2 separate regions of the Hordeum vulgare genome follow, and region 2 is linked to region 1. The links are chromatin contacts, called in public Hi-C maps. All regions are on one chromosome and are shown on one strand. Each heading gives the region's core, a stretch centred on a gene start, on an enhancer-like site or on the middle of the called end of the contact. The rest is flanking DNA. Distances are from core to core; before and after follow the strand shown. Region 1 holds the start of LOC123413426 (CRIB domain-containing protein RIC4-like). Region 2 holds the start of LOC123410630 (28 kDa ribonucleoprotein, chloroplastic-like).

The links. A called contact is a pair of places that touch in the nucleus more often than the background predicts.
Region 2: a Hi-C map of seedling shows a contact between it and region 1, with 4 times the contacts expected there. The contact joins the promoter of LOC123410630 here to the promoter of LOC123413426 in region 1. A contact is called at or near these places in 4 of 6 Hi-C or Micro-C datasets (leaf and seedling).

The regions. Positions count from the first base shown.
Region 1 is chr7H:247,835,766-247,839,493 of MorexV3_pseudomolecules_assembly, forward strand. It overlaps LOC123413426 (CRIB domain-containing protein RIC4-like), which reads left to right and starts at 1,493. Exons shown (of 5, transcript XM_045106357.1): 1 at 1,493-1,597; 2 at 2,731-2,816; 3 at 2,990-3,087; 4 at 3,342-3,518. The coding sequence starts at 1,530. The coding sequence ends at 3,506. LOC123413425 (putative low molecular weight protein-tyrosine-phosphatase slr0328) reads right to left here and starts at 240. Exons shown (of 6, transcript XM_045106356.1): 1 at 1-240. The coding sequence starts at 108.
Region 2 is chr7H:248,785,559-248,789,557 of MorexV3_pseudomolecules_assembly, forward strand. LOC123410630 (28 kDa ribonucleoprotein, chloroplastic-like) reads left to right here and starts at 1,285. Exons shown (of 4, transcript XM_045103574.1): 1 at 1,285-1,751; 2 at 2,565-2,666; 3 at 3,044-3,325; 4 at 3,482-3,832. The coding sequence starts at 1,347. The coding sequence ends at 3,544.

The sequences.
Region 1 (3,728 bases), core at 243-2,742:
CACAAGTGGATGAGTAGTGCGCCTCTTAAACGGGTCACGCGCTGTCGGGTGAGTCAGGGAGGAGTACGCGGCGGCGGTGGAGGTCGACGCGACGGTCGCACCGACCATGGCCGGACGGCGAGCTAAGGTTCGTGGATTTGTGAAGCCAGTGAGCGAGTGGCTCGCGTCGCGTGGGTTCTCATCTCGGCTGGTAGCGCTAGAGACAAGCGCGGTCGGCAAAGTTTCTCCCCATCTGAATTCTTAGTTGCGTACCACAATATTTGTTATCTAGTTCTTCTCACCAACAAATCTCTATTAAAGGAAATCTGTCTAAAGGGGATCTGTCGTCGTCATCGTAATGGTTCGACCAGCAGCGATCCCCCTCCTATCGTTGCCTTTTCATCGATTTTTTTAATCCCTTCATAAACCAGTCGATAAACTAGACAATTAAAATAAAAACCCGTCGCTAGCACAACTAAAAATAAGGGTTCAATAAAAAAAACCTGAAACCTACTAACGCACGCACGCACGACCTGGCGATCCAACCCCGTCGCTGGCACGACCTGGCGATTCAACCTGCACCCCTTTCTCTTCCTCTCCCTCCCTGAGGGCAATCGCCCCCCAAATCCCTCGCTCGCTGCCGCCCCCCAAATCCCTCGCTCACCGCCCCCGATGACGCGTCGAAGCCACCGCGCCCCGCCACCGTCCCCCCGCATTACGATGCCTACGATGAGCGCCGCCTCGTCGAGGAGGTGCTCTGCCTGCACTCCCTCTGGCGCAGCGGCCGGCCCGCCCCCGCCTCGGCTCCCGCGCCACCTGCCGGAGGCTCCCGCCCCACCCACGCTCGCCCCAACCAAAGGAAGCGCCGCAGGATCGAGCGCCCTGCCGCGGAGCCCGAGGGACCCGGCGCCGACTGGCCCCTCGCGCCCTCCCCGCCCGCCTCCCCGTCCCCCACATCCTGGCCCGACGCCGCCCCCTCCTCCCCGCGCCCAGGCCGTAGCCAGAGCCGCAGCCTTCCCCCGCCTCGCTCGCGCAGCGGGACGCCCTCCGCGCCGCCGTCTCCCTGGTCGAAGTAGTGTTGGGCGATGCCTTCGTCTTCCTGGTCGAAGTAGGGTTGGACACCGCCGCCGTCCTCCTGGTCGAAGTAGGGTTGGGTGCCATCGTCGTCCTCCTGGTCGACGGCGCCCTCGTCTTCGTCGGCCGCACCCATCCCCGCCTTTCTATTTCTGCAAGGGAGGTTGACTTCTTACCTTTCTCTCGTGCAGATCGTCGTCCTCTGGTTCGGTGGTGCCCCAGCTGCGCGTGTAGGACACGGGAGATGAGCATGTTGGCAGCGCCATGATCAGCAAGGTGGTATTCTCATACTCATGTCTATATGATTCTGCAATTCATGCCATCAGCACCAACTTTCTTTCATGCAGCGCCGAGCATGACATGTTGCTTACATTGATGTCTCTTTCTGGCCGAGCCTGCAAATGATGGTATTATCTGTTTGTAGAACTGGTAAGACAAGCACCATGGAGATTGATTTCTGATGCTGCACTTGCTGCATGGTTGGAAAATTTCAAGGCACCAGCACACAAGCAAAGGAAGATAATATAAGTTTTATGCCACAAAAGTAAGCTACTAGGAACAAATATTTGTGAAAAAAAATATCTCCAAACACATATCATTGCATTGATGGAATGAGACACATCACCATTCCCCAAAGAAATAGGTCAGATGTATGCTTCGCAAGAAAGGAGGTCACTTCATAGATGAAGCTCTATTATCTTCTTTCTCTTACAAACCTGCAAGATCAAATACCAAGTAAAAAAACTAGCTGTGGGTGGCATTTCAGCTGGTCCTAAGTTGCTGTTGTGCCCTTAACTGCACACCTCAATGCTACCTAATACCAGCAAGACTACATAATATCCTTTCAAGGCACTAGGATTAAGGACCATGAGCCACATGCCTGATCTTAAGCTGACAGACATGGGCAACCATTAATTGGACCTGAAGCTTTCAAGGAATTTAACAGTGGGTAGTCCAAGTTGTATGCATAGTAAACAGCCAGCCTTTTTCCAGAGCAAGCTCCGCAAAACATTCAGTTTACTAATAAGAAACTAATGCAGGAAAATAAAATTCAACTTCTTGTTAAGAATATTCTGATACTAACAGTTCGAGTTCCCTATTTTTTATGGTGGAACATCAATAGTACAAGGAAATGATTGGCAGAGGAACACAATCCAAGTACAGCTAAAACAGGAACAAGTTGGTGTTTATCAACAGGCATGAATTGGCCCCTAGAGAATAAAAAAGGAAAAAAGAAGTCGACGACAACGACGAAGGAGAGGTGCAGCCAACTAACTTGCCACCATATTTAAGAAGTTGTCATGCTACCCTCTCAGAAGATTTAGCTCCCTCTTCCTCTCTCCTCCCTCCAAACCAAACTCTTGTTCTTCATCACCATCATCAGGCCCTAGCTTGCTTTCTTGATTCCTGTACAGACTAAAACTGGTTCCGAAGATTCAAAAATAAAGTCGGGTTTACGAAGTTTTTGGGCAACTTGAAAGTACTTTCTCTTGAGGTAAGCTGCCTTCTGTCCTTCTATACATGTCGTGCCGATATGTATATGATTCTGAGCCTCTGAGAATCTTTTGTTTAGCATGTCATGAGAGCTGAATTTCCCGAGAAGGCGAAAACTGCTAATCCTAGCATGCATTTGTTCTGAAGCATATGTGATCTTATAGGACACTTCCATTCTTGTAGGAACTTTTCTTTGTGTAGGCCCTCACAAATGGCGGTAAAGATGAAGGGGATCTTCAAAGGGCTGAGGATATTCTCGCACATGTTTGGTAATTATCCCATCTTTCTTTGTTGCTCTTCTATTTCAAGCACAACTTCAAATGCAGTTATGTTTAATTTCTTTCGAGACATAAATGCAGTCAAAATACCGCGCCTATGGCTATGCACATCTCAGAAGTTAATGAATGTAACTTCTACTTACACATGAACTGTTGTTCTCCAGCAGCTCAAAAGGAGCATGAGATGGAAATTGGGTTCCCTACAGATGTAAAGCATGTGGCTCACATAGGTTTGGGCACCAGTGACACATCTCCAAGCTGGGTAAACACACAAATAACTTGGAGGCCTTTCAAATTACCTTTTTGTATATCAAACTTATTATGCCATCATAATATAAGTCTATCTATTTTCCATGATTATTAGAAGGTAAAAATATGGGAGACGACATACGCATTGGCATACCTGGTTGAACCAGATAGTTACCTAAAACCATTACTTGACACTGAGCCCCTCTACTCCCTAGGATGTTTTCATTTCAGTTTACTGAATATTTTTTCTTGCTTGAACTATATCAGGGGAGCAACTGCCAGAACTCGGAAGCTAATGATATTGCAACTGTAGAGATACTCATAGAAATATTGCAATCAACTTTGACCGTGGAAATGCATAGACATGGGAATGGGCTCCATATGGAAGGTGCAATACTGAAGCTGCTTGCATTGATCTACAATCGATCTTGACTTCGGCTAGAAGTGAGTTATATTGAGCTTAGTGATGCATGGTTACATATAGATAGAAGAACTTGATAGTTTGTTGTCTCCACATTTTTCTAAGGGAACACCTATTTTTTATTTATTTTAAGGTCTTATATTTTAGTTTAAAGAACACCTCTGAATTTTCATTGGAAATGAATTGAGCTATTATAACTACCACGGAACTTGATTATTTTTGTGTACTTTGAG
Region 2 (3,999 bases), core at 35-2,534, 950 kb after region 1:
AGAAATAGGAAAAGGAAAATAACTTGAAAAAAAAGAAGGAATTGAAATAGAAACAGAAGAAAATAAAAAGAAACAATCGGAAATCTTAAAAACCTAGTAAAAACCCGGTTCGGGAACTTTTTAGAAGGTTTCCAAAACCGGGATCCTATAGCACTTTAAGCCTTTCGAAAATGGGCCCATGTCGTTCTCTCGTATTCTTCTATGCGCGTTTCATCGACAGTTTTCCGTACTGAGCGTTCGATAGGATATTTCGTTTGAGGGAGCCACTAGTTAGCGAATGCTCCTTCAAAAACCTCCTAGTAAGCACTCCCGCGTGTTGTCACATGACGCGTTCTTAGCCGTCGTCACATGTCATGCTCTGAGCGCTGCCTCTGAGTTTTAATTTTTATTTTTTCGCACGTGTTTACGGTTTTTTAGTTCTTTTAGTTTTTTTGGTGTTTTGGTTTTTCACCAATCTTTATTACTTTTTTGACAAAACAAATTGTAAAAAAAATGTGTTTTCTGTTTTTTTGCGAGAGACACGATTTTGTCTTTGCGAGAGGCACATCCATGGTTTTTTACGAAAAAAATGTTTTTTTGCGAGAGGCGCGGTTTGCTTCCACGAAAGGTACGGTCTTGCCTTTACGAAAGGTATGGCTGTGCCTCTCAGAAAGGAAAAAAAACGCGTTTTCTGTTTTTTTCCCGTGAAAGGCATGGTTTTGCCTGCCTCTCACAAAGGAAAAAACACCATTTTTTTGCAAGAGGCATGGTTTTTCTTTCGTGAGAGACACGGTTTTGCCTTCGTGAAAGGCATGGTCGTGCCTCTCGGAAAGAAAAACACGTGTTTACTATTATTTTTTCTATCGCCAGAGGCACGATTATTTTGGTATGCTTATTTTGGTGAAAAAAAGTTTGTTAAAATCTATCAACATGGAATCTAGTTTTGAAGATCTCGACGCGAGAAATTCAACGATGAAAACGGTTCAAGATTTGGACGCACGGTTTAGAAGATAAAACGTTTTAAAAATATGAATCTACGAAAAAAAGAAAACTTTCATGTTATTACAAGTGACACGCATGCAGTACGTCACTTGTTGCAACCTGAAAAAGGTGAAAGTAACTTTAAAAAGGAATACATACTTATTAATTAGTGATTTCGTTGGCTTGGAGTTTATCTTTTTCGTTTGTCATTTGGGGGGCAAGACCGAAAACAATCCAAAGGCTCACAAGAAAGCATGTGGGAAGCCCATCAAAGCCGACAAAAGCCCAGCGCAGCGTGTATAAAAAAGCAAATTCGGAGGACGGAGCACCTCAAGCTCAAATCCCTTCCCCTGCTCGCCTGCCCCCCCTTATCCCCTTCAGTCACCATGGCCACCTCCGCCATGACACTCGCCATGTCTGCGGCAACGGAGGCCTCGCTCTTCCACCCCGCGTTCGCCGCCCAACACAAGCTCGCCCCGGCGTCCGCCTCCCTCCCACTCATTTTCTCTCGCGCGCCGCTCCTCCGCTCCACCCGCCCCCGCGTCCCCCTTACGCCCCTCGTCACCTCCTCCGACGCCGCTGAGGCGGGCCTCGACTGGGCCGACGCGGAGGAAGCTGAAGAGACGGTGACGGAGGAGGAGCCCGTGGTGGCGGCCTCCGGTGGGGACGCGGGGTACACAGCGGAGCCGCCCGAGGAGGCCAAGGTGTACGTCGGGAACCTGCCGTATGATGTCGACAGCGAGCGGCTCGCCCAGCTCTTCGACCAGGCCGGTGTCGTCGAGGTCGCCGAGGTGAGCCTACCGCTGCAACACCTAAAGTAATAGTAGCGGGTAAAATTAATAACAGCAATGCGTAAGTACGATTTCCCCCGGTTAATACCATTTTGCTACCTGTACAAGTTTGGGACTGTGTGTGTAATCAGATGTTAATTCGAGTGGTAAGCATATCAGTGTTGGCGTGAGTTTATGTAATCAAATACAGTAATATCAGACACTAGAATTCTCAAGCATACCAGTGTTCCCGCAATAAAAAAAAACCATTTTGGTCCTACGCAAGTTTGGGACTCTGTGTAATCAGATGTTCATTTGAGTGGTAAGCATATCAGTGTTGCCGTGAGTTTGTGTAATCAAATAATATGAGACACTAGAATTCTCAAGCATATCAGTGTTCCCGCCAAAAAAAAAAAACATTTTGGTACCTGCACAAGTTTGGGACTGTGTGTAACCAGATGTTAATTTGAATGGTAAGCATATCAGTGTTGGCGTGAGTTTGCATAATAAAATAATATCAGACACTATAATTCAAATGCATATCAGTGTTTGTGTAACTGATGCAATTTTAGGGTAGCTAATCGCAGTCTCTATTTGTTGCCATCCCATCTTCATATTTTCAAGAAACGACTTATTTTATATTTCCTTGTTGGCGCGAGTCCTGTTGTTTTTTCATTCACGTTCTTCTGTTGTCTATTGTTAAACCCTATAGAAATTGCATTACTTGTATAGGCTTGAGAATTACAGTGTCTGATATTATTTGTATAAACGGGCGTGCTGTGCTGTGCTCGATTGATTTTCTTATTTTGTTGACCTTGCTTTGTTCAACTCCAGGTCATTTACAACAGAGAGTCAGGCCAGAGCCGTGGATTTGGATTTGTTACCATGAGTACTATTGAGGAAGCTGACAAAGCCATCGAGGCGTTTAACCGCTACGTTAGTGCATATCAATCTTCTCATTTCTTTTTAGTTCTTTGAATTGTTTAGAGTTCACAGATAATAGAATTTTATTTCATACTCTGACTTGAACATATGAAATTGTTTAGAGTATTTTTCATCACTTGCATGACTTCAAGTTATTTATATATGTTGCCATTACGCATGAAATTGGATGTACCTTGAGACAACTTGAACATATCACTTGATAAAAAGGGATTATTATCACCTTGACTGGCATGTATCCCTTATCTGGTGTCCTAGATCGCACATTATGTTTGATGAACAAATAAGTGCAGTAACCTGAAAAATGTACAACATGATGTATAAGTTGCATATTTTGCTGAGTAGCCGGCTGATTACCTTCTGTTTAACAGGACATCAGCGGAAGGCTTCTGAACGTAAACAGGGCAGCTCAAAGGGGCTCCCGTGTTGAGAGACCTCCTCGACAGTTTGCATCTTCTTTCAGGGCTTATGTTGGTAACCTGCCATGGCAAGCGGAAGACTCTAGGTTGGTGCAAATGTTCAGCGAGCATGGGGAAGTAGTTAATGCTACGATCGTGTATGACAGAGAAACTGGGCGTTCGCGAGGATTTGGTTTTGTAACTATGGCTTCAAAGGAGGATCTTGACAGTGCTATTTCAGCGCTTGATGGACAGGTGAGAACATCATAAGCACCACTATATCATTTTCATAAACTACATAACTACAACATGGATGCAAATAATTTCTCCAGAATCATCGACTTTCATAGTGTGTATGTCAAACATTTAAGTTCCGAACTGATGCTAATTTGTTGTTGTCATGTACTCTAGGAGATGGATGGCCGCCCACTCCGAGTGAACGTTGCAGCAGAGAGACCACAGCGAGGGTTCTGATGCGGCGCAGCGGCGGAGAGCATGGCTTGGCGTTTCTCGTGGACACATGGGAACACTGCTGAAATGTTACTGCAGAAGACTGAAGCATGTCACCACTTGAAACTCCCGCATTAGCCTCCTGATGCTGGCTCTCCTCCCATCCCATATTTTTTTCATGCTTTCGTTCGCTGCTGATGTAATCATGTTAATTTCTTGTCAATACCATGAGTTCAACTTTTCAAGTAGGCTACTGTAATGATGCCCTAGTGTTCTCATGATAATCGAAGAAGCTTTTGTTGGTAATGCTAATATGATATATGTATTCAAAGGACAGAAAGCACGCCTTTTTTACTTTTGCAGTTACGTCTGCCTTGCAACGTGACAATTTTTACAGAACCAAAGATATGTTGGGTCGCTCGAATTTACAGGGCACGTTAACATATGCCACCCCAAATTGCCATTGACAAGAGAACAAC